Regions from separate parts of the Mus musculus genome. Here regions 2 and 3 are each linked to region 1. A link is a contact called in public ChIA-PET and HiChIP or PLAC-seq data. All regions are on one chromosome and are shown on one strand. Each heading gives the region's core, a stretch centred on a gene start, on an enhancer-like site or on the middle of the called end of the contact. The rest is flanking DNA. Distances are from core to core; before and after follow the strand shown.

The links. ChIA-PET counts read pairs in DNA pulled down with a chosen protein or histone mark. HiChIP or PLAC-seq counts read pairs in DNA pulled down with a chosen protein or histone mark.
Region 2: a contact with region 1 is called in a FOXA1 HiChIP or PLAC-seq map of pancreatic cancer cells. The contact joins the promoter of Trim15 here to the promoter of A930015D03Rik in region 1. A contact is called at or near these places in 2 of 39 promoter capture datasets (cranial neural crest and hippocampal neurons) and 1 of 115 datasets of contacts at active chromatin or transcription factors (pancreatic cancer cells).
Region 3: a contact with region 1 is called in an RNA polymerase II ChIA-PET map of memory CD8 T cells, with 6 read pairs. The contact joins the promoter of Nfkbil1 here to the promoter of A930015D03Rik in region 1. A contact is called at or near these places in 4 of 39 promoter capture datasets (the HPC-7 cell line, cranial neural crest, hippocampal neurons and 1 more), 1 of 484 Hi-C or Micro-C datasets (B cells) and 1 of 115 datasets of contacts at active chromatin or transcription factors (memory CD8 T cells).

The regions. Positions count from the first base shown.
Region 1 is chr17:35,992,607-35,996,379 of GRCm38.p6, forward strand. A930015D03Rik (RIKEN cDNA A930015D03 gene) reads left to right here and starts at 1,898. Exons shown (of 2, transcript NR_015618.2): 1 at 1,898-1,954.
Region 2 is chr17:36,865,101-36,868,873 of GRCm38.p6, forward strand. Trim15 (tripartite motif-containing 15) reads right to left here and starts at 2,087. Exons shown (of 7, transcript NM_001024134.2): 1 at 1,636-2,087; 2 at 1,205-1,300; 3 at 1-91. The coding sequence starts at 2,001.
Region 3 is chr17:35,233,632-35,237,404 of GRCm38.p6, forward strand. It overlaps Nfkbil1 (nuclear factor of kappa light polypeptide gene enhancer in B cells inhibitor like 1), which reads right to left and starts at 2,155. Exons shown (of 4, transcript NM_010909.5): 1 at 2,019-2,155; 2 at 1,321-1,600. The coding sequence starts at 2,075. Atp6v1g2 (ATPase, H+ transporting, lysosomal V1 subunit G2) reads left to right here and starts at 2,965. Exons shown (of 3, transcript NM_023179.3): 1 at 2,965-3,214; 2 at 3,486-3,586. The coding sequence starts at 3,133.

The DNA of each region.
Region 1 (3,773 bases), core at 648-3,147:
GAGTGAGTTTCAGAACAGCCAGGGCTGTTAAACAGAAATCCTGTCTGGAAACAAAACAGAAAACCCATAGAGCTGGGTGTGGTGGGGCACACCTTTAATTCCAGAGCTTGGAAGGCACAGGCAGATCTCTGAGTTTCAGTCCAGCCAGAGCTCCACCATGAGACCCTGTTGGAAAAAAAAAATAATAAAAATTTAACCCTAGGACTAAAAGGCAGGGAAATAATTGGCTGTAGACCACTGTGTTTGCAACTTGGACATTTATTTGGAAGGGGAAAGTGACCAGAGGGTTTTATAGCCATCCTAGAAGGAAAATGAACCAGAAACAGTGGGGGAAAGACTGTTTGACTGTTTGATAGATGGACAGGCTGTTGGATTGCTTCTCTCTCTCTCTCTCTCTCTCTCTCTCTCTCGTGTGTGTGTGTGTGTGTGTGTGTGTGTGTGTGTGTGTGTGTGTTGGTGATGGAGTTGTAGAGTAAGGGAACAGAGTGTAGCATGGCTCTAGTTTGGCATGTTTGTTATGGGCGATCTCCAGAGACAATATATGCAGACAGTATATGCAAGCACAGCTTGGGGAAGAGATGCTGGCTGGAGACATTGGGCACCATCAGCATAGAGGTGGGAGGAGAGGAATAGGTCATCTTCAGAGTGTAGTGTAAGCTGAGAACCTGTGTAGGAAGAGAGGAGAATTTGCAGGCGTCTTACTTCTTGTCTGGGAAGAGGAGTAAGCCAGTTAGAGAAAACCAGGAATGTAAAGGGGAGGGAGGAGAGAAGGCCCAGAGGAAGACGATGGAGGTTGAAGGTAATTGGGTTGGGGGTGGGGGGTGGGCAGGGTCAGGGTGGCATTGAACATTGTGGTGCAGTGGACCCATTGAAGAGATGAGCTTGAAGGCCCCATATAGCGGATAGAGGTGCAGGCATTGGAATAAGGATGTAATTGTCAAGTAATTTGGCTATGGGGTGGAGAGAAGGCTCAGCAATTTAGGAGCACTTGATTCTCTTCCAGGGTTTCTAGCATTCACACCCAGCAGCTCACAACAGCCTATAACTGGTGGTGACGTTCAGATAGCTGTGCGGCTACAGCTCATCTTTATGTTGAAATATTATGTATCAGTAGGTAGTAAGTAATGAGTAGCTGCAACAGCAGGAAAAACACTTGGAACTCAAGATCCCCACAGCCTTGGGTAAAGGGTCGGTCCACCGCACCTGCGACTCCGCAGTGCCACCTGCTGGTCAAGATGCGTCATGGCTGCGCAGAGGAAACCCTGACGTCGCGCGACGTTCGATGGAGCTGGGCTGTGGTGCACCCCTTTAACCCCAGCTTTTCAGGCTGAGACAAGAGGATTGCTGTGAACAGATAGGCTATCCTGGGCTAAATAACAAGACCTTATCTCATACCACAAATAAAAATTATCTTAGAGCTATTGCGTTGCTGCTGTTTTGAAACCGTTTAGCTTCGTTCTTCTACTCGTAGCAGATTTCAATGGTTGGAAAAAGTCATTTATTTATTTATTTATTTATTTATTTATTTATTTATTTATTTATTTATTTATTTATTTATTTGGTTTTATTTTTTGAGACAGGGTTTCTCTGTGTAGCCCTGGCTGTCTTGGAATTCACTCTGTAGACCAGGCTGGCCTCGAACTCAGACACCAACCTGCCTGCCTAGTGCCGAGTGTTAGGATTAAAGGTGTGTGCCACCACGGCCAGCTCGAGATAATTTCTAATACCATCTGACAGTCCATTCTTTGGGTGAAATGGTCCCCCATAGGTTCAAGTGTTTGAACGGTCGGTCCCCAGCTGCTAGCGGTTTTTGGGGAACCTTTAAGAAGGTGGAGCCTTGATAGCGGAAGTCCCACCCAACGGGTGAAGAAGACGGATGTGTTTCGCCCGTGGGCTTGGCTTTGCGTCTAGTCCGGCGTCGCAGACCGGTTTCGCCATGTCTCTTCCTCAAACGGTAAGCCCACGAAAACCTTTTAAAGTCGCTGTTTGTTTGTTTTGGTCAGAAATGTCGGTTATCAAATCTAGAAAAGCGTACAATCGTCAAGCCTTCGCAACTTGAAGCGCCTACTATAGTATTTTTCATTTTAATTTTCTCGGCTCAACTAAGCTTACTTAGTAGATTTATTCATTCATTTCAGGACAGGTTTTCTCTGTGTAGCCCTGACTTTCCTGGAGCTCGATCTGTTGACTAGGCTGGCCTCGAACCCAGATCTATCTGCCTAGGCCTACGGAGTGCTGGAAATAAAGACCTGCACCACCATGCCCGGCCCTCATTAGATTTTAATTTCCCCAGCTTTATTTATTTAGGTGTAAGTGACAAAAATTGCACACGTTTGAAATATATAACGTGGTGTGTTAAAACACATTGTTTAGGGCCGCGGAGGTTGCTTAATCGGTAAAGAGCTTGCTTTGTAGCACAGGACCTCCGAGGTTGATCATCGGAAATCGCTTTAAAAATGTGAGCGTGGTGGCTTGTTATGAAAACCCAGCTGGGAGGAAGACAGGCCGATCCCCGGGACTACTCGGGACTACTCGGTGAACCGCAGTAGCCTAAGTAGTGAGTCTTAGAGGAAAAAAAAATGGAGGCTGTGTTAGGAAAGATACAGTTGTCCTCTGGTCTCCACTCTTCACACCTTATAAAGGGAATGGTGGTAGGCACGGTGTCTCACTCCTTTAATGCCAGCATTCAGGAGGTGGATTTCTGTGAGGTCAGGATGAATGAGCCATGGAAGAGATTAAGCCAGTTACTCAGAGAACTCGATATTGGTTTTTTTTTTTTTTGGAGGGGGGGGGACTGGGGGGGGGGCGGTCTTGCTATGTAGTAGGGTCTGGCCTGGACTCTGTCTGCCTTTGCCTATTGAACGCTAGGATTAAAGGCATTCGCCACCATGTCTGGTTGAAATGAAGTTCTTGATGTGTTAGAAGTCTAATAAGCAGGGCTGGAGAGAGGGCTCAGCAGGTAAGAGCACCGGCTGCTCTTCCAGAGGACCCAGGTTCAGTGTCCAGCACTGGTGGCTGCATGCAGGCAAAAATATTCATACATTGGATCCTGGGTGGTCACAGGAAACATTGTTTAATGAAAGTTGCTAGCCCAGATCACATTCTTGCTGAGTTGAAATTTGGTGCTGGTAGTTCATAGCATGTCCGTACACAGCAGGGAAAATACAGATGGTATTATCCGCCCGAGAAGATTGCTCAGACATGGGTTTAAGCCACTAGAAAGTCTTTAGTAGCTGGCTGGGGGTGACACTGAGTGTCCAGGCTCCCAGTGTCCCCGAGTCTTTCTCTGAGTGAACTTTTTTTTTATTGTTTTTTTTTTATTAGGTATTTTCCTCGTTTACATTTTCAATGCTATCCCAAAGGTCCCCCATACCCCCCCCCCCCGAGTGAACTTTTAAACACCAAAAACCATGTTCTGGGTTGACATACTTGAGTTAACAAGAACAGTTATCCAGAAGCAGACAGCAATGTTAGTACATTTAGACATTTCCCCAGAACTACAGACTTTGATGGATTAAGTCTTTGTTTTCATTTTGTCCGGGGGATACTGTCTTGGTGCTGAGTTTTACATCCTGAATGGCACTTCCATCATGGAGTCACTTGTGCTAAGGTCTCAGAGGCCTACTGAGTGGTTGTTATTGACTATCTTGTTAATAACAAGACTATTAACAGAGGTGGCTAAGAATTGACGGAGAAGTGTAAGGCCTTGAGAGACAAATCACGTGCTGGGGTCCTTGGTTAGTGTGATTACAGAGAGTTTGGTATGTCCTAAC
Region 2 (3,773 bases), core at 837-3,336, 870 kb after region 1:
TGTTCAGCAGGAGGCATCTCTGGTCCACAAGCTCCCGCTTCAGCCTTTCAAAAGCAGCTTCTACCTGATGCTTTTTGCTTTCAACCTGCATCTGTGAGGATATGGGGGAGGCTCAGAACTGGCTCCCATAAGGATCATCTGTGTACTTATTAAGAGACAGGAGTAAGCCATTACAGGACTCATTTCTTTAAATAATACAATGGTAGAAAGAGATAGATCCCAAGATACACTTGCAGATGATGAGCTCTGAGCTGTTGTCTTAGCCAGAGATTGTAACAATATCATATGGAACTCTTTAGAGTCACACTTAACTTAAAAAAAAATCCTTTCATAGCTATAATATTCTACTGTTTTAGTTTTCTTCTCTGTGCTATGATAGAACGTTGGCAAAAACCAAGTTGAGGAGGAAAGGATTTATTTCATTTTCTACTTTCACATCTCAGTGCATCACTGAGAGAACCCAGAGCAGGAACTCAAACAGGAGCCCAGAGGCAGAGGCTGTGAAGAAACAGCAGGTTCTCCGTGGCATGCTCAGCCTGCTTGCTTAGATTGTTAGGACCACGGACCCAGTGTAGGCTGGATGCTCCCAAATCAATAATCACGATGTCTCACAGACTTACCACATACAGCCAATCTGAAAGAAATGTTTTTCTCGGCTGATTTTTTGTTTTCAATTCCTCATTTAGGAAGGGTTCCCTCTTCCCAGATGACCCTTGCTTGAGTCAATTTGGCAAACAAACAAAAACAACAACAAAACTAACCACACAAAACTAACTACTATGTCTTCTTTAGACTCATGAATAACTGTTGTAATTTATTTTTTTTCTTGAGATACATGTCCATGTCTTATGCATTCTAGGCTGGCCTCAAACTCAATTCACAATGAAGTCAAAGATGACATTGAGCTTTTGACGCTCTTAACTCCATCACCCAAGTGCTGCAATTATAGAACACTCCTATTCAGTGCTGAGTATTGAATATAGGGCTCCATGTATTCTACGCAACCACTGTTCATACTGAGCTAGCTACCCAACATGTTAGGATGGTGGCACATGCCTGTAATTCCAGCACCTGTGGGGGCAGAGAAAATAGGATCCGCTAAGTAGTGACTTTGAGGCCAGTTTGAGCTACATGAGACTCTGTACCTAAACAAACAAACTGGAACAAAGGAACAGACAGCCATAGGTGTGTGTGTGATCTTTACCAGAACCTCCTGGAGCTTCTGGTCTTCTTGACATTTCCTATCTTCTATCTTGTCCCTCTCCATTCTTAGAGCTTCTAACCGACTCCTGAGACGATCCTGTCAGAAAAAAGAAAGCAGAGGGTCGGTGAATAATCCCACTGGCAAATACCGTGTGCTATGTTGTGGACACACCACCGAGGCTGAGAGATTCAAACTGACAAGAGTCCTAATCCTTGACCTTCATTGTATCACCATTTAGGGCAAGAATTGGGTTGGGTGGCACTATGGAGATAGAAAGTGTGTGGTAAGTAAGGTGTATGTGCCCGCAGGGAAACCAGGAGCAAAGAGGAGGACTGAGAGGATTTTAGACAGTAAATCTCTATCCCTTTTCCTTCACTCACCCACATCAGGTCACCATCCTGCCCCCACGAAGCAGCGCCTCAGCTCCTTACCCTGTAGGGTTGGATGGCTTCATCCAGGAACCCCACAGTGTGTGCCTGGTGGGCGGGGCCCTCCCTGCAGAACACGCAGAGCAGCTCCGCGTCTGTCTTACAGAAGAAATAGATCTTCTCTCCGTGCTCTTCACAGTAGGTCTCGCTCAGGGGACCTAGGGACACCGGGGCCACTGCGGCCTGGATTTTCTCCTCTTCTGCCCCCTGACAGAGAGGGCACAGCAGCTGGGCTCCCATTGGGGTGCGCGGGAGGCAGAGTAGGCAGACAGTGTGTCCGCAGGCTGTGGTCACCGCATCCTGCAAGGGTCGGGTGCAGACAGGACAGGCTACTTGGTGAAGTCCCCGCAGGGACCGGGTTGAGGGCATCACCGTGCCTTCCCCTGCCTGTCCACAGTCTTCTGACTCGGTCCACTCCAATTTCCTTTCCCTGAAACTGAGTCACTTTTAAGTGCGTCACTGTCACAGAAGCAAAGGAATCGGAGGCTGAAAGAAAGGCAGGAATGTCAGCTCAGCGAGGTCACCTGGCTGCCACGCCCAGAACCCAGCAGCTAAGCAGGTCCAAACTCCAGGGCGTCTTGACTACCCAGCGTTTCCCAGGGGCAGGCAGGTGACCTAGCTCTCCACTCCTGTCGCCTTCGGTCCCTTGGGTGGGGAGCAGCGTATTGCATCATGAGGTCACTTGGAAATGGGGTTTCCTGGAATCTCTTGGCTACAGAGAGGTGAGGCCATTGGGGAGGAGCCGCTTCCTGTCACGCTGGGCAGGTGAGAGCCATAGTTCAGGCTAGGAGGCTGGCAGTGGCATCAGAGTCCAGCCTGTGATGTTGAGACTGACCTCGAATTTCGAGCCCAAATGCACGTTCCCCTCGTCTGGCAATATGCACTCACCACCACCTCCACCACCACCACCACCACCCCAAGAAATTACTCCAGAACAACCAATTTAATAACAACTCATTGGGACAAGTGTGGAGAAAGAGATACAAATTGAAAGGCAAAGAGGATTTCTAAGGATCAGAGAGTTTGACAGCCACAAGACAGAAGGCATTGGGGTATTTGGATTCCAGCTCTTCCCAAAACTGGGTCAGAGATCAAGCCGCCAGGGTCCCTGGGCATTCTCCTGCCCTGTGGACAAGCTGCCAGGATCCCTAGGCATTCACCTGCCCTGTGGACAAAGCCAGACCCTCGTGCTCACCAGGTCTTTTTATCCCACCTATTTTCATGTTTCACACACCCCTTCTTCCTGCCCTACCTTCCCACTTGACAATGCATCCTTAGAACAGCTGTCTAATTATATGTGGTCGGCCCTGGCTGAGATGTGCTGTTTGTATAAACGATTTCACATCACTACAGAGACATGTGATATATCGCTAGTATTTCATGTTGACTCTATGCTCAAAAATATTTTTGGAAACATTGGACTAACTTAAATATACTACTAATATTTACTTTTTGTCTTATAATATTTTTCTCACCCTTATTATGAGAAACATTCAAATTTATTGATAGTGTGGAGAAATAGTGGCATGAATGCCTTTGTGCATTTTTGAATTTTGTAAGTATTGGGCCATCTGCTCTCTCTTCCATAAATACAACATATATCTCCTCAGAGTGAGGAATTCATCCACACAACCACGGTGTCATTAAAAAATTTAACATGGGCCGGTGTGATGCCGCATCAGGTAAAAGCAACTGCTGCCAAGCCAAAGACCTGAGTTCTAGCCCTGGGACCAACATGGTTGAAGGCAAGAACTCACTCCACAAAGTTGTCCTTTGATTTCTACATTTATGCCAGAATACGAGCGCGCAAGCGCGCGCACACACACACACACACCTACACATGCACACATGCACACACATATATACACATGCACACACACCTACACATGCACACACATACACACATATACACAGTAATAATAAAAACTATATAATTTAAAGAACTTTAGCAATCTATTAGTGAGTTTACTGTCAGTATTCAAAATACCCGGTTTCCCAATAATGTCCCTTTATATATAATTCTGTTCCATTGGGGCCCAGCTCATATTGGCAACCAGAAACATTTACATTGCATATATGTGACTTTCACTGATTGTTTTTTTCCTCAAGACACATTTCACGTAGCTCAGACTGGCCTCTGA
Region 3 (3,773 bases), core at 905-3,404, 760 kb before region 1:
TCTGGGCTGGCTATCTGCCAGTAAGTAACACAAATGAACTAGAAAGAGGCTGTCTGCACTGTGGAGCCACTACCGATGCTGACTGGAGATGTTTTGTTGACGTCTCTCTACCGTGGCTCCGGCTAGCTTGGATGTAGAGCAGACTGGCCTTGAGTTTGCAGAGCCCGGACTGCCTCCGCCTCCAGACCGCACCACCAGCTTAAGTAGGATTTTTGTTACAGAATTTTGGTGAGAATGAAGAAAACTGGTCTGGCGCCTGGTATGTGTCAAGGGACATGAGTCCATCCCTAACACACAGCAGCAGATCTCCGGCATAACACCAAGTAAAAGTTTCAAGTCCTCTGGCCGGCCCAGCTGATCATGTGACAAAGCATGGATACTTTGTAAGGTGTTTGTGGCATTATTACAAGGTTGCCATTGTTTTGATTATGCAAGGAGAGAAGCAAAATTAAGGGGGTGGGGGTGGGGTGAGTGGAGCTGGGATCTGACCTGAGCAGTCAACTGCAAGGTAAAAAACCATCAAAGAAACAAAGTAGTCACTGAGCTGAAAGCTAGGAAATGTAAAGAAAGAGTTGCGAGCTATGCGGCTGGGTGTGGGAGACACATGCCTACAACCTCAGCACTTGGGATGCAGAGGCCAGCCTGAGAGACTCGGTAAGACCCTGACTCAAAAACAAAAACAATCGGGCTGGTGAGATGGCTCAGTGGGTAAGAGCACTGACTGCCCTTCTGAAGGTCCTGAGTTCAAATCCCAGCAACCACATGGTGGCTCACAACCATCTGTCGTGAGATCTGACGCCCACTTCTGGCACGTCTGAAGTCAGCTACAGTGTACTTATTTATAATAATAAATATGGGCAGGAGAGAGTGCGGTTGCCCTAAAATTCAATTCCGAACAACCAGATGAAGACTCACAACTATCCGTACTGCTACAGTGTGTACTCATATACATAAAATAAATAAATCTTCAAACAAACAAACAATCACACCATGCTAGCACACACCCCTTAGTTGATTGGGCGATGTTAGGATAAGCTTTTCTGTTACTAGAGAGATATGGCCACATCCCAACCAGGGATCTTCAACAGTTCCCAAGGACCAAAGAACTAACTTATTTCCCAACTATTTTGTTGTATGATACAGGGTCTCTCTGTAGTCTTGGAGCTCACTGTGTAGGCTACATACTTAGAGAGATTCTCCTGCCTCTGCTTGCCCAGAGTCAAAAGACCTGCGCCACCACACCAGGCCTTTATTTCCCACGCATTCTTTCAGTTCAGATCTGGCCAGCTTCTCAAGACCAGTTCCCACGGACCCACTCACCATCAGGGCCCTGGCGGGCAGCAGCGTGCAGCGCCGTGTCGCCATGGCGGTCCTGGTGGGCAGGGTCAGCGCCGAGACGCAGCAGCAGGCACAGGGCAGGGGCATCGTGGCGGGCGCAGGCCCTGTGGAGAGGCGGGGGCTGCCCAGCGTCCACATCAAGCCCGGGATGTCGCTGGAGGAGAGCCTGGGCTCGCACCAGCCGTCCTGCAGACAAGTACCGCCGGAAGCGTCGCTCTCGGCGGTGCCGGCGGGAAGCGGAGGCCATGGAACAACTCTGGGGCTGAGGAAGAAGTGGGAAATGGCAGCGGTGAGGTCCCAGCTCCGCTCTTCCCCGTTTCTCCCTTTACCTCCTATTTCCTCCCCCTTGCATCTCCAGCAAGAGATAAGGCCTATTCTAAACTCTCATCCCTTAGCAGATGGCAAGTTTGGGGCGGAGGGTGGGGATGGGGTTGGAGTTGGGGGCTGGTGGGGAGGGGGGAATCACAGAGTTAATTTTTGATGTAATTTTTGAGAAAATGATACATAGTTGTTTTAAGGTTCCAGAGCCCAAGAAAAAAGTTAATTCTGAACTTTGGAGGGAAACAACAACAACAACAACAAAAATCAAGTAAGGCCAGATGGGGGCAATTTTCATTAGCCACAAATCTGGAGAAAAGTCACAAATTCAAAGAGCGATCTAGAAATGGAATATAATGTACCCGACAGACAGACGTAGAGGCTTCTTCCTCTGGGGCCTGGGGGGAGGGGTTACTCATCAGACCTGCTCCCCGCCCCCCCAAGGACCCTCAGAGACGGAGGCCGGAGGCCTGGGCTTAAGACGCTCGGAGAAGGGAGGTGGGGAGGGAGGAGGCGCGCCAGGATGCAGGAAATGGCGCAAGCACACGCGCAAGTTTCGGGCGGAAATGAACTGTGTGTTCCATCCCGGAAATCGTACCGAACGCTCGGACTGGGTGACTTGTGATTAGGTCTCCGGAGGGGAAATAAGACAATTTGCGACATAGGGTCCTCCTGCAAGCGGAAGATGAGAGGCGAGCTTTCGAAGGGAGGCAGAGGCAGAGGCAGGCCTGGTCTATAGGGCGAGCTGCAGCGACAGCCAGGACTACAGAGAGAATCCCTGTCTCGAAACACACACACACAATCTCACACACACACACATAATCACACACACACCACACAACCACAATGAGGCCAAGTATATGGGTAGATCAAAAAAGAAAAACACATGGTTAGACACTAACAAGGCAAACGTAGGACAGAGCAGGGAGATGTGTGCAGACGTTCAGATTTGGGGGGAAAGTCTGAAGAGAAGATGGAGGCTGAAAAGAGGGGGTAAGGGCGGAGGGAGGCGTGGAGACACAGTTGGGAGTGTAAGTGAAACCCAGCGTACTGTGTCCAAGCGCATCCTTACCTTCCCACACCATTCTCATCGCCTTTGTGTCTCCTTCGAGACCACCAACCAAGATCTCCTCACACCCAAACACTCTGCCCTCCGCTTCCCCCAGACCCATCTCTGTGGACCCTGGTGACACGGAGAGGCCCTGCACCTGCTGCAGTAGTCAGCACAGGGCTGGTCTCTGCTGCCCTCGGGCGGCCGTTTCGGGTACTACCTCAGTGAGGTTCGAGAGGAGGACCAGTCATCAGTGTGAGGATGACAGACACCCACCCGGTGCAGGAGACTGAGTGAAAACGGGAGCGCTAAGACCCAGTGGGAGTGGAGGACCGCATCAAGGGCCCGGAGGAGTAGGCGCTGGAGGGTGGGAGCCGTCTGGTACCTCGGTCGCCTTCGGAACAGCATCCTCTCTAGTGATAAAAATGGCCAGTCAGACCCAGGGTATCCAGCAGCTCCTCCAGGCTGAGAAGCGGGCAGCGGAGAAGGTGGCCGATGCCAGGAAGAGTGAGCCCCCCTTTCCTCTCTTAGGAATATGGAAGGAGAATTTAGGAATAGGGGATAGCGGGCATTTGAGTCCTTAGGAAAAAAAAGCCCAAGGACAATGAGGACAGATGGGGGACTGAGGCTATTAGGGTAGAAGAAACGGGTGGGTTTTACAGTCTAGCATTTGGTTGGTTGACAGGAAACTGGATAACTTTCTAGAGGGCACTGATCCCACTAACGCACCTGGTTGTGTGTGTGTGTGTGTGTACACTCACTGTCCTTCTGCCTCTAGGGAAGGCCCGGCGACTGAAGCAGGCGAAGGAGGAGGCTCAAATGGAGGTGGAGCAATACCGCAGGGAGCGGGAACAGGAGTTTCAGAGCAAGCAGCAGGCGGTGAGTTGAGGGGGACAGGGATGGCCCCACCCAGGTGCAAATCGGTGGGTGCCTCTTGCCAGGTGTATACAGGTGACTAAGAAATTAGGGTGTCTGAGAGCTGAAGAGGCCCTGACAAGGACCACACATTGGTAAAGCTTTGACGGGATCTGTAAGGTCTGAGGGTTTTAAAGGGTACATGAGACTT